Linked DNA regions of Anas platyrhynchos: region 2 is linked to region 1. Evidence: chromatin contacts called from public Hi-C data. All regions are on one chromosome and are shown on one strand. The core of a region is the stretch at or near the end of the contact, and the rest is flanking DNA. Distances in the headings are between cores, read along the strand shown. Region 1 holds the start of EGLN1 (egl-9 family hypoxia inducible factor 1). Region 2 overlaps LOC140002160 (a long non-coding RNA gene).

Region 1 (7,626 bases), core at 1,943-4,442:
CCAGCTCAGTGAACCACAGGGTTATTGCAATATTTACGTGCAGGAGTAGTAAATTATTAGGTAGAGCTTAGTCAGTGCGTGCTACGTTTCTGTCCATTTTGGTCCTATCACTTGAAGTAACACCAGTAAGAATAAAGATTACACATGGACCATTCATTTTTAAAAAAACGTTGCTGTGAGTGGCAAAATCCCACATATTCATAAAAATTTAGAAATGGGCTGTATTTGGCTAAATGAACCGAGCAGCTCACCACGCAAAGTGCACCAACAGAAAAGGTCCAGAGTAACCTGTTGTGGCTATTACAGCATCTCCACGGCGTACTCCTCTGTACTGCTAAGAATAACACCCACGTACACTGCAGCTCCTGCAGGAACGCAATCAAACCCAGATCCAGAAAAAGCAGGAGTGAGGTGAGAAGCAAAGACAAAAAATGACTTCAGGTAACCCACAGGTGTCTCCACTTTTACTCCTCTTCCTCCAGCCCCCTACAGAGGGCCAGGAGCTCTGAAGGGACACGTGGAAGAAGTTTGGGCTGACAGACTGCTGCCCCCTGCCACAGCCCTTGGCCTAAACGTGCAGTGACAGCAAGGGCAGGGGAAAGGCACAGCAGAAGGAGAGAAGGTGAAGGCCACCACACTGCTGCTGTCCTTGCGGACTTGATGAACCGATGCTGACAAACCCAGCAGCATGCTACAAGCTCTGGCTTTGCTGGGAGAAGATCAAGGGAACACGAGAAGACAAAGTGAAGCATTTCTGTACCGCTGAGCAAAGGACTGCACCTGTTCTGATCCCTGAAATACACGGGGATTTCAGCAGTGTCCGAAAGCCAAGCAGTGCTAAACAACGTTCATCACTTTACCGTCACCCCAGAAAAACGTCAAGCTGTCTGTACGGAGGGATTCATCCCCATCCACAGACATTCTTTGACAATTAGCAAAAGCATCAGTCACCACTGAGAAAGGCAAGATGCAGCAGCTCAGGAATCACACGCGTGATCCGGCATTACAATGCCAAAAGCCCTTTTGTAAAGCCCTGGCACGTATCATTTACAGAAGCATACCGCTGCAGATGGAAACAGAAGCTGTATTCCTCTTTCCTGCACAAAACTGAAACCCAGTAAAGCCACAGATATTTTTAGAGCGCAAGTTTCAAGCGCTGGGGCCTTAAAGAGATTTAGAGCCGTCTGCAAGATAGATTGGCTTAAAAAAATCCAAGCTAACGGGGGTGTGGGGGGGAAATCCAGACCACGTCCCTGCTGAGAGCTTTAGCACAGTACCGGTTCAACCAGAGGTACACAAAGACCTCGTTTCAAAAAGGAAGAAAAAAAAAAAAAAAAGCACAAGAAAAAGGAAATTCCCACCCACTTTCTGTATCGGAGGAGCTGGGATTTAGCGCACCCAGCACAAACCCGGGGCTGTTCCTTCTCTCCTCCCTGCCAGGCTCTCCCCAGCAGCTGAGGTCCTGCAGCTGCAGCAACAACAGCCTGCCTGTGGCTGGCCCCGGCGCTGGGCAGCTCACTGCCTCCCTTCTGCTGCACCGGGGGCAGCAGCAAAGCGTGCAGGGCTTCTCTCTCCCCCCCCCTCCCTTTCCCCGTCCCCTTTTTTAAAAAAGTGAAAAGCTCCTGATGAATATTCATCGCCGGGCCTTTCTACCCGGGGTGTGAATTTCATTTTCAAGGGCTCGGGGAGAATTGCAAATCAGCCCGGCACAATGGGCGAGCTTGACTGGCTTTCGGTGAAAGCCTCAAGACACGGCGACAGAGAGAAAAAAAATGATTTGGGCAGGAAAAAAACATAATAAAATGAAATAACACGAAAAGCGTGCGAAGATCTTGGGAACACCCAGCGCAGCTCCAGCACCGCCTGGGCCGCGTTTTCGGGACTCTGCGGGTTTGCTGCTTTCGGGTTTGTGTTATTTGTGTTGTTATTTGTGTTATTTTCCAACCCCACAGTTCAGGGGGAGGCCCCCTGCCCCCCGCGCCCCACTCACTTTCGTCCTGCCGTTGATGTGGTAGTTGCCCAGCTTGCCGTTGCAGTGGCGGATCAGATCGTCCATGCTGTTCATCAGCAGGCGGATGGTCTGGCAGCCCGGCTCCTTGCCCTCCACCCAGGTGATCTTGTCGCCGCGGATGTCCTTGGACGAGTCGCTCTTCTGGCTCACCAGCTGCCCGTCGGTGAAGCGGCCGGTGTGGTGCAGCGCCCGCACCTCCTGGGCCACCCGCCCGCCCAGCTCCTTGCCCAGGAAGTCGTCCACCACGCAGATGCCGTGCTTGTTCATGCAGGGCACGATGTACTCCAGCGCCAGCCGCTGCGGCACCAGCGACTTGGTCTGCCCGTTGGGGCGCAGCGCGGCCCCGCCGGGCCCCGCCTGCCCGCCGCCCGGGTACAGGTTCGACTTGTCCCGGTACAGCAGCACCGCCTCCCCGCCCGGCACCGCCGACGCCGCCTCCGCCTCCCCCCCGGCGGCAGCGGCGGCCCCGCCGACGTGGTTGTGGCTGAGCGGGGCGGCCTCGCCGGGAGCCTCGCTGCCGGGGGCCGCCGCCGCCGCCGCCCCCCCCGGGCGGCCGCCGCCCCCCGCGCCGTGAGCCCGCTGCGGCGGGGGGAGCCCCGCGCGGGGCTCGGCAGCGCCCCCTGCTGCGGCTGCCGCTGCCGCCGCCGCCGCCGCCGTGCCCCCGCCGCGGCAGATGAGCTTGTGCTTCTTCCAGTCCTGGCGCTGGTGCTCCTTGCTGCAGTAGAAGGAGCTGCGGCAGCGCCCGCAGCGCAGCAGGTTCTCCATCTTCCCGCACAGCTCGCAGTACTGCCGGTCCCTCTCGCTGCTGCTGCTGCTGCTGCTGCTGCTGCTGCTCCCGCTGCTGCTCTCGCCGCCGCCGCCGCCGCCACCTCCGCCGCCGCCGCCGCCGCCCTGTCCGGCCCCGCCGCCGCTGTCATTCGCCATGGCGCTGCGCTGCGCTGCTCGGGGTTATGTAAGGAGGCGGGCGGCCGCGGCGCTAAGGCGGGCCCCCGGCCGGCCGCGCGGGGAGGCAGCGCTCACTGCATCATGGCCGCCCGGCGCCGCCGCGGCCCCCGCCGGCCCGCGGCCTCCTTCGGGGCGGCCGAGGCGCGGGGCTGCCGCGGGGGCCCCCCCCGGCGCCTGCCTCCTCCTCCTCCTCCTCCCTCCCGTGCGGCGCGATCGCCGCTAGCGCCGCCTCATCGCCGGCCGGGCGGGTGGCGCGGTGCGGGGCGGGGGGCGCCGCTCGCTGCCCGCCGGCTGCCGCCTCCTCCTCCTCCTCCTCCTTCTCCTCCCTCCTCCTCCTTCTCCGGCCGCCCGGCGCTGTGTCGGGGCGAGGAGGAGGCGCCACACTCGCGGCCCGCTCCGCACGTACGCCACTTCCAGCCCCACAGCGCCGCGGGCGCGTCAGGCGGGCGGGGCCGCGGCGGCCGGGCGGGCGGAGCCGGGCAGGGCGGGGGAGCCCGGCTCTGAGGAGGGGGGATTTAGGACGGGAGGGGGTTGTCGCTGATCTCTGCCCCAAAGTGTCCCCGCCTGGTGCCCGCCACGACGCCTCCTGGGCGGCTGGGGTGGCCGTGGTGCCCCTCAGAGGCAGCCGGTGAGCAGCCCAGGCGCGCTCCTTCCATGGGTTTGCCGGGGGGAGAGGCAGCAGCCCTCAGCTGGTGCACACCGCCTTTCTGGTCAGAAATCCATCCTAAAATCCAAAAAGAGTCAAAGAAATGAGCAATATCTAGATTCGGAGGGAGAAAGGTGAGGTTAGCCGTCTGGTTGGTAACCCAAGATGAGTGGCTTGGGCTTTCTACCTCTACGTTGCCACAGGCTTTCATGTGACTTAGGACAAATCCATTCTTCTTCACCTCTCAAACAGAAATACCAACACTTTCCCTCCTCACAGGCTGTCGTGAGGCCTAAGACTGTAATACAGTCCTGTAAGATGGCTACATTCACGCTATCGATAAGGCTCGTTCTCACCGTCTCTCTATAGAGAACCAGGTTTAAAATGAGCTGACGTATCAGTAGGCCTTAGAGGGGCGTTGGACACTGCGTGTGCTACGTGAAGGATGTCAAAGCAGAAGCAAAGTGTGCCAAGGCTGCAAATGCCTGTGATACACACACAGAAAAAGGGAAGGAAAAACAGGGTGAATTATGAGGAAGGCAAAAGGAGGACTGAGAGGACAAGGTCGTGTCATGGCCATGAAATCTCCTGAATGCTATCAGCAAGTGCCAAGGCTGAATTTAAAATAAAGAAAAGCTGAAAGAACTGGAAAAGCTGGGAACTGAAAACAGAGTCACAGGTTAGTAATTTCTGTGTTCATGGCTCTTAAAGGGAGGACAGTATAATGGTAGAGGCAGAAGGAAGTAGTTTAAAACCACATTTTAAGTCCAGAGCATAAAGGGGACAGAATTTTAATCTAGGTTTAATGGCAGTTGTTCACTGACTACAGCAATATGAGGTAGGTCAGAAATACTAGGCATTCCTCTAGCGTGCTTTAAGCTGAGATTAATACGGCTGAATTCTTTGGACATAGAGCATCGTTAAACCAGGCTAAATGGTGAAAGAGTCAAGCCTGTTATTTTCAAAAACTTCAGAAATGCAAACAATGCCAGGGAGAAACTGAAGAGTTAAAGACCTTTTGTGTTTGTTGTGTACTCCTTTGGCAAACATAATGGAGATGAAAGTCACAGGCTCAGAGCCCGGTAGTCCAACCATGAAACAAATAAGAAAAGGACCAAGGTACGAATATGGTGTCTGGCTAAAACCAAATGATAGTTATTAATTCGTGGGCAAATTTGACTTAAAAACTCCTTTGTTCTTTCCCTCTTTCCCACATGTCTTTTGGGATGCAATTAAAGGTCTTGGTCTTAATTTTTACGGTTACTAATGTGCTGAACTACTTCAGGCTGTCTTGATGTACTACTGTGTTCCCAGCGTGGTCAACAGAAAAAAACAAAACAAGATCAACAAAATCCATTTTCAAATACACAAAATATTTGCCATATTTTATGGTTATAGCACTTCACCAGGGGCACAAAACAATTCCATAGAGGTTGTGCTCCAGTGACAAAACTGAAGAAAAGAGCGGTGGTAGGGAAATTCTGAAAACAATGACTATTTATATCACAATTGTGTCTACAACGTGCTAGAAATGTTTTCCAAGCATATAAAGACTCTATTCATTGCCAGAGAGCTTGTTCCTTAAAAGACAGCATAAGGGCAGAGCATGACAGAAAGGAACATACAGTATACAAAGCAAAATGACCAACACGATGGTTGCCAAAACGGAGGGGGAGGGTACTGCCTCCTCTCTTTCCTGCGAGTTGCTCTCCACTGGCTCCCTAGCTTGGCGTTTCCAAGAGAGCTAATTTCTTGTGTGTGCCAGTGGGTGCTGGAAATGAGCTTGAAGGGTTACTGGGCAGTGATGAGACATGATCGATTCACAGAGAATGCAGATAAAAAGTCTCTAAAGTTGTACCAGTCATGAGGAGGAGGATGTGGGATAAACTTAATGCAAGGTCAGAGGTTTTTTTTTTTTTTTTTTTTTTTATCACCACTTAGATACAGATCTGATGTGTTTATTAGAAATGCCTAAAAAAAATAGGCTGGTCAATGAATAACTTTCCTGTTTTCGTGAAGTAGTAATAATAGGTGCATTTATCTATCCTTACATGTGCTTTATATAGTTGGAGTACTGCAGTGGTAAGATTGTACAAGCAACCAAAAGAATCTTTGAAGCCCAGGGGAAGGGGGGAATGCAAAACAGCAAGATTACAGGCATTGGATTCACAGAACAAAAGCAGCTTAGAAATAAAGTAAAATACATCCCATTTTCAGATAGTTTTGCTGTGACGGTGTCACAGTTTGTATTTAGGACTGGTGGACCTATAGCATTTGCTCTTTCCCCCCCCCAGACCACTCCACTGTGTTCTTCAGCCTGGCTGCCCTTATTCCACGTAAGCCATTATTCATTGATCTCGGCAGTGGCATTTTTCAAGCTAGCTTTCATACTAGCAAGTGAACTGTAACAGGTTTGCAGCTTTTCCAAATAAAACCAGAGAACTGTTTGTCTCAGTTGGATTCTCCGCTAAGCTCGCTTCCTTTCTAATCAGGACACGCTGTACAAAGAACATCCACGAGGCCATGCAGGTGCTCCTCTGCTGAACGCACGCTCTTTTTCCGAGGCACTCAAAGGGTTAGCGTGGTTTATTCACCTCTCAAACATTGCCCCCGTTTCTGCAGAGCCGGGAAGGGTTCATCCAGTCATGCTGATGCGGAGCACGTAGGGTGCTGCCTGGCTCTGACCCCTGCAGAAGAGCACACCTGGTTTCCTTCTGTGACAGCTGGGACACGTCAAGGTGCTCTGTGGCCAGCCCAGGCTCTGATACACCGAGGGCTTGATGCTCTGCTCTTGCAGGTACTGTCCCCTACACGCGGAGTACCAGGTGCTCCTGCACTGTCCTGCACCGTACACACGCTGCTCAGCACCGTGTAAGGTGGCACACGGCCCCTAGGACAACACAAGGTCGGGCTCACAGCCCTGGGATTAATCCTCAGTACTCTGGGCCACGTTGCACCCTGCCTTTTGCTTGTTGACACCATCGCAGAGTCTCCCTCAATTTTTTTTTTTTTTTCTGAAATTAATGAAATAATTTGGTTGTTTATCACTGAATATCATAATGTTGTAATGTTGAAAGGAAAAAAAAAACACCTTTCATTATAATCTGAGATTATAAGGGTTGGGCTAAATTATAAGGAGAAGTATTCTCAATTACTTTGTGTAAACTTGAATAGCTCAGTGTTTAATGCTGCGGGATTCCTCCAGGCTCTTCAGCCGAAATTGTTTTTGCTGTCCCTGAATCTGTCTGAAATGATATGCATTTGCTTCTCTGGGAATGTAGCCTGTTTATTACACCAAAAATACAGTTGGGGTTGATCAAGAGAGATTTATGCAGATTAAGACGGTTGACTGCTTTAATAATTGTATTCATATTTAAATAAAAGAGAGTTACAGTAGTGAGTTACAGTATAAGACAATGTTCTTTTCTCTCTTTTTTTTTCTTCTGGAGATGCTGCTACGAGACATCTATTTCTGTAAAGCTACGGCAATGCAGCAGAGCTCAGGAAAAGCTCAAGACCGACTTATTCCAGTCTTGTCTTCATTTTAAAATTTGTACCATGAGAAGTTCAAAAGCTTTTTCCACATTGTTTGTGAGGTTTCTCCAGAGGGAGTATTTCTGGCTCTGGTTAGAAAAGAACTCCCTGTCTTGCTAAAGATTGACAATTATGTACATTTTTGGCCTCTAACTTAAGCAAGCCAGCAGGCCCTCGGGGTGCTTAAAGCCCTGTTATGGACAGAAAGTTACTTCTAAAGAACATTTTTTAAACGCTATTTGAAATCTAGGCTCTGATACAGCGATAAGCTGTTTTGAAAACAGAGCTCATGTAGGTCATATTTATCTTAACTGCTCCACAAGTTGTTCTCTATTTTGACACAGACACGTCTTCTAGCTCGGAACAAGGGGCTCGGAGGTAAAGAAAGTCTCTTCGGTGTTTCAGAGGGCCACAGCCATTACATGACCTTTTTACTGTGCAGCTGATCTGTGCTTCCTGGCCCCGTGTCATCACGGCTCAGCATCGTGAC
Region 2 (7,626 bases), core at 2,029-4,528, 39 kb before region 1:
CGGGCCGGCGGGCCTCAGCTTCCTTTTGGACAGACCGCCGGGGAAAGGACGCTCTGGATGATGGCGCCTTGCTCGGACGGACGGAGGCCAACGCTGCCATCATGGTGAGGTGCCTGAAGCACCTCTACCAGCTCCGCCTGCAACAGCTTGGGCTGCCATGTTGGAGGAAGAAGGCACAAAACAAGCACGGGAAAAGAACAGCCCCCGTGCGTCCCCTCCGCAAATTCATCTAGAGCGTGCATCCCGTGCACCGGTGACAGGAAAGGGAGCGCGGCGAGTGAGTGCTGCTGGCCATGGGTTTGGGGAGGCTGATGCTCCAGGAGAAGGGGGGAGAGGAGCTCGGAACCCGTGGCTGGGGGTTGCCCCATAGGAGGAGCCCATGACCCAGGGAAAGGGGCGCGTGGCCCGGCCACCACCCACGGCCCTGTAGGATGGCAGTGGCCAGGGAATGCCCACGACCTGTTGGGGTAGCCCTTGGGCTTAGGACCTTCAGGCCCGTGAGAGGGTAGGCATCGCACTGGGAAAAGGGGCAGGTGGAAGGAAGTGCCTGGCTAGTAATTGTGGCACAGCATTTTCAACCACCTGACAGTTAATTCTCTTCAGATTGACAGCGAGCCGGTGAGGCAGGACACACCTCAGCCCTCCGAAGGCTCTCGCTGCGCTGAAGGCATCTCCCCTGACAACTGGATGCCAACATCGCCCTGAACACCTCCTCCCTGCGTGGGCACCACCGACAATGCCAGCTGTCCCCTGGTGGGCTGCCCACGCCCAGCCAGAACAACAGCCAGCGGGGACTCGCCATTCATCTCATGAGGACCTCTGAGGAGGAGTCTCCTTTTCCATCCTCCCTGAGGTGCCGCTGGGACCGCTGGCATCCCAAAGGACGTGGCTCTGCTTTGTTGCTCCACAGAGGACAGCAGGAGCATGCGTGTGCAGCAGAGCTGGCTGGGAGACTCCGGAAAATTTCTGTTGGTAGCAGACCACTTCTCCCAGCTCAATAAAGATCATCCCTACAGAACCTGCGTCCGTCCTTTTGGTACCAAGGGGCTTGGGGCAGCAGCCACGTGGGAGGCAGTGGGCCAAGTGAGGGCTGCTGTGTGAGGGGTGTAGAGAACACACCTGCAGAGGAACATTCCTTGTATCAGGAATGGTGTAGCCAGCAGGACCAGGGAGGTGATCGTCCCTGTAGGGGGGTGGTTGGATCTTGTGATCTTGTAGGGCTTTTCCAACCTTAATGATTCTGATTCTGAGTTTGCCCAGAGGTGTTGGAGTCTCCCTCCTTGAAGACAAACCCTGACTGAGCAGCTGGGTCAGGGTGACTGCTCAGGAGTAGGGATCTGTACCAGACCTTCTCCAGTAGCCACTTCCCACCTTCACAGTCCTGATATTCTGTTTTACAACCCCATGAGCACTTCAGGATGGACGGAAATCACAGCTGAATGCAGTTGAGATCCATCTTGCCCTCACAGTGGAACAGCCTAGCAGTGCTCACACCATCTCCAGCCATCGGCTTTTTTCCAGCTGCTGCTTTTGTTTTGCTGCTTTTTTCCTCTGACTGCAAGGTTCAGCACAGGCAGCTCTCCTCACCGCCCCCACCCTGGCCACATCCAGGAAGGACAAAACTCCAGCCTGAGCATCAGAGACCTCAGGAGGAGCCGGGCACGGCATGACACGCAGGAAAAAAAGGTGAAAGGAAGCTGTGCCCTGCCAAGCCTGGCAAAGGAGTGGGCAGCTGCGTCACTGCTCCTCACAGCCTGGCTGGAAAGGCAAATTTTTAATTGTTGCTTCTTCAGTGAGCCGTGGAGGGGGAGCCAGGATTATCGGTGCTTCAGATGACGTGAATTAAAGCTTAGATGTAACCAACTTGGAATGTACCTAGAGGAGATTTAGGAGGCAGGAAAAGCATCTGATGGCAGGAAGTGGGAGGGCCTTCAGGCCCTGCAAATCCCCAAAAGACTATTCAAGCTATCTGGCAGCATTTCCCCGGCAATTTCGCAGAGTTAAGAGGACACCACCCAAGAGGTTTTACTGCTAACGTTTGTGCAGGCACTTGCTTCTTGAAATGCAGTTTTGTCAAAGCAGACACATGTCCCAGGTAGTAAGTAATGGCATTGGAGCTTTTTGCAAGGCATTTTGGATGCCAGCATTCTCCAGAAACAACGAGGACACCTGAGGTTGGAGGAAGATGCCTACAATGGCCTTAATCCAGACTTCCTCCTCATTCCTTTACATGCTCTAGAAATGTTGAATTTCCTCAGGGAATCAACAGAAGTCCCTCAGGACTCTGCTGTAGCTGAGCTCTCCCCCACTAAAAGTAAGGCTTTGCACTGCTAGCAGTGCAGGCACTGAACCATTTGTAGGGTCACGGTCAGTCTGTGCCCACCCTGGAGCAGAAACCGAGAGAAATGGGCATTAACTTCTTCAGAAAGGGCAGAGGGAGCCGAAGTCTCTGCTGTTGGGCAAGCATCCCCAGCACTGGGTTGTTGTATGATGTGTCGAGCCCAGCCCACGCTGGGACATGTGGGCACAGGCACTTGTTTCTGTGTTGAAGTGTCATTTTCAGATTTGCAGCTAGACGCTCTGCTTGTGGATCCTGCACCAGTTTCCAGTCTCCTGGAGTCGGTCCCTACCCAAGCTTCATGTCAAATGGCTCCTGGGTGTCCAACAGCAGGGACGTGGGGAGCAGCAGCAGCCGGAGGCAATGCTCCTGGCTGGGACTTGTCACGGGCTCTTCTCTAGGCATTTTGTGTTCTCCTCGTTCAAGGGCTTAGCTACCACTTGACCTCCTGGAATCACCCAGCAACCTCAAATATTTCCCTCAGCCAAGTATTTTATGATTCAATCCACTGCCCACATGAGGGTAGAGTGGAAACGCCTGCAGGTCAGCTGACAGTGCTTGGGACAATGCTTCGGGACTCAACGCCGCCTGGAAACCAGGGCTCTCCTTGGACAAAGACAAGGATCCAAAAGCGTGCAGGGCCCCCCAGGCAGGTGCACGGGCAGAAATGGCACCGGGCACGCTGGGTAGAGCTGCTGTTCTCCATGCACTCTTGCCCAAGGATGCTGGAACAAACTTTCAAGCCTCCTGTTAGTGCTGGAGGTGCAACCACTGCCTCCTCTGCTCCCTGCTCCTTCATCCCCAGCCGCAGTGGATGTAAGGCTGCAGGTGACATCAAGGTGAAGCAGCCTCACAAGGACCTAAAGAAGAGCTTGCAACAACAAAAGCCTCCCAGCCCAAACTCGTGCCGGTGGCAGCACTAGGGGGACCCCGCTGCTCGCTGTTGCTTCGCTCCGGCTCGCTCTGAGGTTCCCGACGTGTTCCTGCATTCCTGCTACGTGCCCTACAGATAGCAGCTAATGCGGGCAGGTTTGCTGAGTCATAAGTGAAAATTATCACGCAAAAAAAAAAAAAAAAAGAAAAAAAAAAAAGAGCCAAACAGAAAAAAAAATGAGCACTATGTGCTCTCTTGGTTTTGTAGAAGCCTAATTTTTACTGTAAATACACTCCCTTGCAGATTATTTCATACAAAATTGTGGCTCTTAGCTACGTAAAGTTGCTTCCTACTCGTGCTATTTAAAATAAAGCTTTAAAAAGAAAAAATATATATATTCTCACAGTGCATGAGGAAAAAAAATTAACGTAAGAAGTTTAGAAATTGTTACCTACATCCCTTTAGAGTTCTACATAGAACAAAACTTCAGGTCCAAAGAGAGTTAAGCTACTACTACAGTTCTTGCTTGTGCTTTAAAATCACAGAATCACAGAATCACAGAATCTCTAGGTTGGAAGAGACCTCAAGATCATCGAGTCCAACCTCTGACCTAACACTAACAGTCCCCACTAAACCATATCCCTAAGTTCTACATCTAAACGTCTTTTGAAGACTTCCAGGGATGGTGACTCAACCACCTCCCTGGGCAGCCTGTTCCAATGTCTAACAACCCTTTCAGTAAAGAAATTCTTCCTAACATCTAACCTAAAACTCCCCTGGCGCAACTTTAGCCCATTCCCCCTCGTCCTGTCACCAGGCACATGGGAGAACAGGCCAACCCCCATCTCGCTAGAGCCTCCTTTAATATACTTATACAGAGTGATAAGGTCACCCCTGAGCCTCCTTTTCTCTAGGCTGAACAAGCCCAGCTCCTTCAGCCGCTCCTCATAGGACTTGCTCTCCAGGCCCCTCACCAGCTTCGTCGCCCTTCTCTGGACCCGCTCAAGCACCTCGATGTCCTTCTTGTAGCGAGGGGCCCAGAACTGAACACAGTACTCGAGGTGCGGCCTCACCAGAGCCGAGTACAGGGGGACGATCACCTCCCTAGCCCTGCTGGTCACAGTGTTTCTGATACAAGCCAGGATGCCGTTGGCCTTCTTGGCCACCTGAGCACACTGCTGGCTCATATTCAGCCGACTGTCCACCATCACTCCCAGGTCCTTCTCTGCCTGGCAGCTCTCCAGCCATTCCTCTCCCAGCCTGTAGCTCTTCTTGGGGTTATTGCGCCCCAGGTGCAGGACCCGGCACTTGGCCTTGTTAAACTTCATACAGTTGACCTCAGCCCATCGGTGCAGCCTATCCAGATCCTCCTGCAGAGCCTTCCTACCCTCCAGCAGATCGACACACGCACCTAGCTTGGTGTCATCTGCAAACTTACTGAGGGTGCACTCAATGCCCTCATCCAGATCATTGATGAAGATGTTAAAGAGGACCGGCCCCAGCACCGAGCCCTGGGGGACGCCACTAGTGACTGGCCTCCAACTGGACTTGGCTCCATTTACCACAACTCTCTGGGCCCGGCTATCCAGCCAGTTTCTAACCCAACGAAGCGTGCGCCAGTCCAAGCCAAGAGCAGCCAGTTTCTTGAGGAGAATGTGACTGTGCAGAATGTGTGCCCATTATTATATTGCGGCTGGGGAAGGGGAAGTAAAGGGAAAGTAAATATGCCCATGCTGGCAGCTGAAACTTTTTGTGTTTTGTTGTTGGCACACCATCTTCGCTGAAAGGAGCAGTGTCAGCTGGGTTCTCATCTCAGAAAACAGATCCAGTTATTACACGTGGCCATGTGTCTCTTTACCAAATGTTAGTGGTTTCCAGAACCACATTTTCCTTGGAGAAATGGTTACTCCTTGATGTCCGAAGATGCTGCCAAGTGCTCAAACAAAAACAGTTCTGAAACATCTTTCAGCTCCAGGAACTCAAGGCACTGCAGTCACCAACAGTTGAGATTGTATTTGTCAGGTTTGGGGCTGGTTGTGTTTAGTTTGTTCTAAAACTAGTGGTTTTTGTTTGTTTGTTTTTTAATGGAAAACCTTCTCTAGATTGCAGCAGCAATTAATCAGGGTCCAAAATTCTAGTTTTCTTACATTTTTAGCCTTATGTTTCACCATGTCATCTACATCTACTACAATGTAATCCTTATTACTTTTAAAACTTCATTATTTTTAAAGCTTGCTTACATATACTAATGCAAACAAGATATATTTATAACACACAGGATTTATGCTAGTTTTGAGTTTTTTTTTTTCTTTAATTTTTTCTCACCTCATTTCATCTCACATTCTGAGATGAAATTTTGTTTCCCGTGTCCAACCAAATTTGAAGACAAAAATGGGTTTCCAGTTTGGGCTCTGCCCCAGAGCAGCCCACCTGTGTATTTTACAACCCTCAGCACCCAGGTGAGAGCTGTGCCCTTCAAATCTTCAGCCACACAAAGATGCTGGCTTATAAACTAAACTACCTGGTCACCTTTTCCAGCATTTATTGCCATGTTGTTCACAAGATAGTTATATTAATCCTTCCTGAAAAATGCAGAAACTGTTACCAGTCCAAATATAACATTTGTGCTTGGTTGTGTTCCATATTCCTCTCACCCACTCCACGTGCCTCTTATTTTGGGCTCAGGCATCAGTCTCTTCCTGTCCTACTTTACTATTTCTATTAAACTCTTCCTTCCTCCCTGTCATGCTAAGTAAGGACTTCAGTTTATCCCCAGTGGGTTGGTGATTTGCATCTCATGTGCTCCTTCCACTTTTTTTACTTCCACTTCCATGGGGGGGGGGGGGAGGGGAGCTATGGGCTTTTTTTTTTTTTTTTTCCTTTCTTGTCTTTTTTTAGGAAATGGATAAATGTGCTTACATTCAGTCATCTTCAAAGCTACGGGGAAAAGCTCGATGGAACGGAGTAAGTGGTTGCAAAAGCCAACAGAGCAAATTCTCTGGAACTGGTTTTGTCTGGTAGGGCAGAGGACCTCGAACCCCATTCTCTCAGCTGCTGTCTGCTCCCACCTGACAGGTCTGATTGAGCAGGCACCTCGCAGAGCTCCTGCAGCAGTGTAATAGCACAAACAGGCTTCAGTGCATTTGCAGCAATCATTCGCATTGAAGTTTTACTTCACATTCACGAAAAAGAAAGGCTAAATTGTTATTTCATATGAAAGCCGATTGTCAGAGCCCCAAAGTTTCTGCAGATTCGTACCCACCTCCCAAAGATGCAGATGAGATCCAAATCCCAGCAAGTCCCATGAATGTCTTCAAAGTCTTTGCTGCTGAGTACTCATAAATTCCCACTACGCGTTTGCAAGTCCATGCAGCTATCTGCATGCCTACAGGCAAAGTACATGTGCTAGACTTCCGGATTTTTCAGATTTTGAGTTTGCTTTTGTCATTTAGCAATCTCCCCTCTTCTTCAAAGGATTCAGCAGGCACAAAAGCGGTACTTTCCAGGCTGATTATACTTATCAGCATGACTTAGAGATGTGGTCTTTCCACTCCTGACCTTAAGAGTGGCCAGCACAGCCAGATGTTTTACATACGATACTTGCCTCCCGTGCTCGGGCTGTCAGCTAGCTTCCTGTCAGATTCGCAAGTGGCTTTCTTTAGAGCAACAGCCAAAAGACTGACTTCATCGTTCCCTGGTGCGGCGTTGGACTTTGCGATGCAAACTGATCCCCCTGCACGCTGTGCGCAATAATGTGGTAATTAAAAATCGCGCCTGCACGGGATGGTTGTGAGTGCTATTAGACTTGTAACTTGTTCAACATAAGAGAAAGACGGGGAAGAGAGTATTTCAAGAGAACCTAAGCTATGTCACTGAAGCATGGAAAAGCCTCAATCCACGCTGGACCAACTGAGTGCTACTGCACTCAGGCATGAGCCTAGCACTCTGACAAAAACCACCACCTTAGAGCAGAGCTGAGCCCAGCAGGTATCGATTGGCGTCCCAAAAGGTGCACTACAGCTGGCAGACTCACCCAGAGATCCAGGCAGCTCTTCCTGGGCCTGCAAAGACAAACAAGGGCACGTAGGAGTGCTTTACAGGAGCTGGAGCAATGGCACTCCACTCAGATGCTTCCTTGATTATCTGACAGCCCTTTGAGACTCAATGGAAAACTGTAGGGAAATGGTGTGGCATCCTGTATGGGCTGCCTTCTGCACACTGCTGCTCTCCAGCCATCCTCAGAGGGCTCACTATTCACTAGGAGCCACGTAAACCTGATTAAACCTTACTAAAGCCTATCTGAAGGGTACTTTCATTTCGTACCTCTTGCACACATCAGAAAGTGGTGAAAACCAAGAATTGCCTCTGTGCAGGTCATTACTCCAGCCAGTCAAAACCTGATGCTGTTTTTGAT

Evidence for each region. Hi-C and Micro-C count contacts between places; a contact is called where the count stands out from the background.
Region 2: a Hi-C map of subcutaneous adipose tissue shows a contact between it and region 1, with 3 times the contacts expected there. The contact joins the enhancer-like site here to the promoter of EGLN1 in region 1. A contact is called at or near these places in 3 of 8 Hi-C or Micro-C datasets (liver, skeletal muscle and subcutaneous adipose tissue).

Annotation. Positions count from the first base shown.
Region 1 is chr3:44,294,593-44,302,218 of IASCAAS_PekinDuck_T2T, reverse strand. EGLN1 (egl-9 family hypoxia inducible factor 1) reads right to left here and starts at 3,192. Exons shown (of 5, transcript XM_005024325.6): 1 at 1,991-3,192. The coding sequence starts at 2,935. LOC119716518 (a long non-coding RNA gene) reads left to right here and starts at 3,520. Exons shown (of 2, transcript XR_011808285.1): 1 at 3,520-6,399; 2 at 7,481-7,626.
Region 2 is chr3:44,333,248-44,340,873 of IASCAAS_PekinDuck_T2T, reverse strand. It overlaps LOC140002160 (a long non-coding RNA gene), which reads left to right. Exons shown (of 3, transcript XR_011808286.1): 2 at 1-277; 3 at 604-768. Among named protein-coding and RNA genes, the nearest start is that of SPRTN, 14 kb to the left of the region's middle. Within about 2 kb of position 3,278, at least 4 of the 8 cell types and tissues checked have an H3K27ac peak or open chromatin away from gene starts, as enhancers often do. A contact at or near this core is called in subcutaneous adipose tissue, where this site is marked.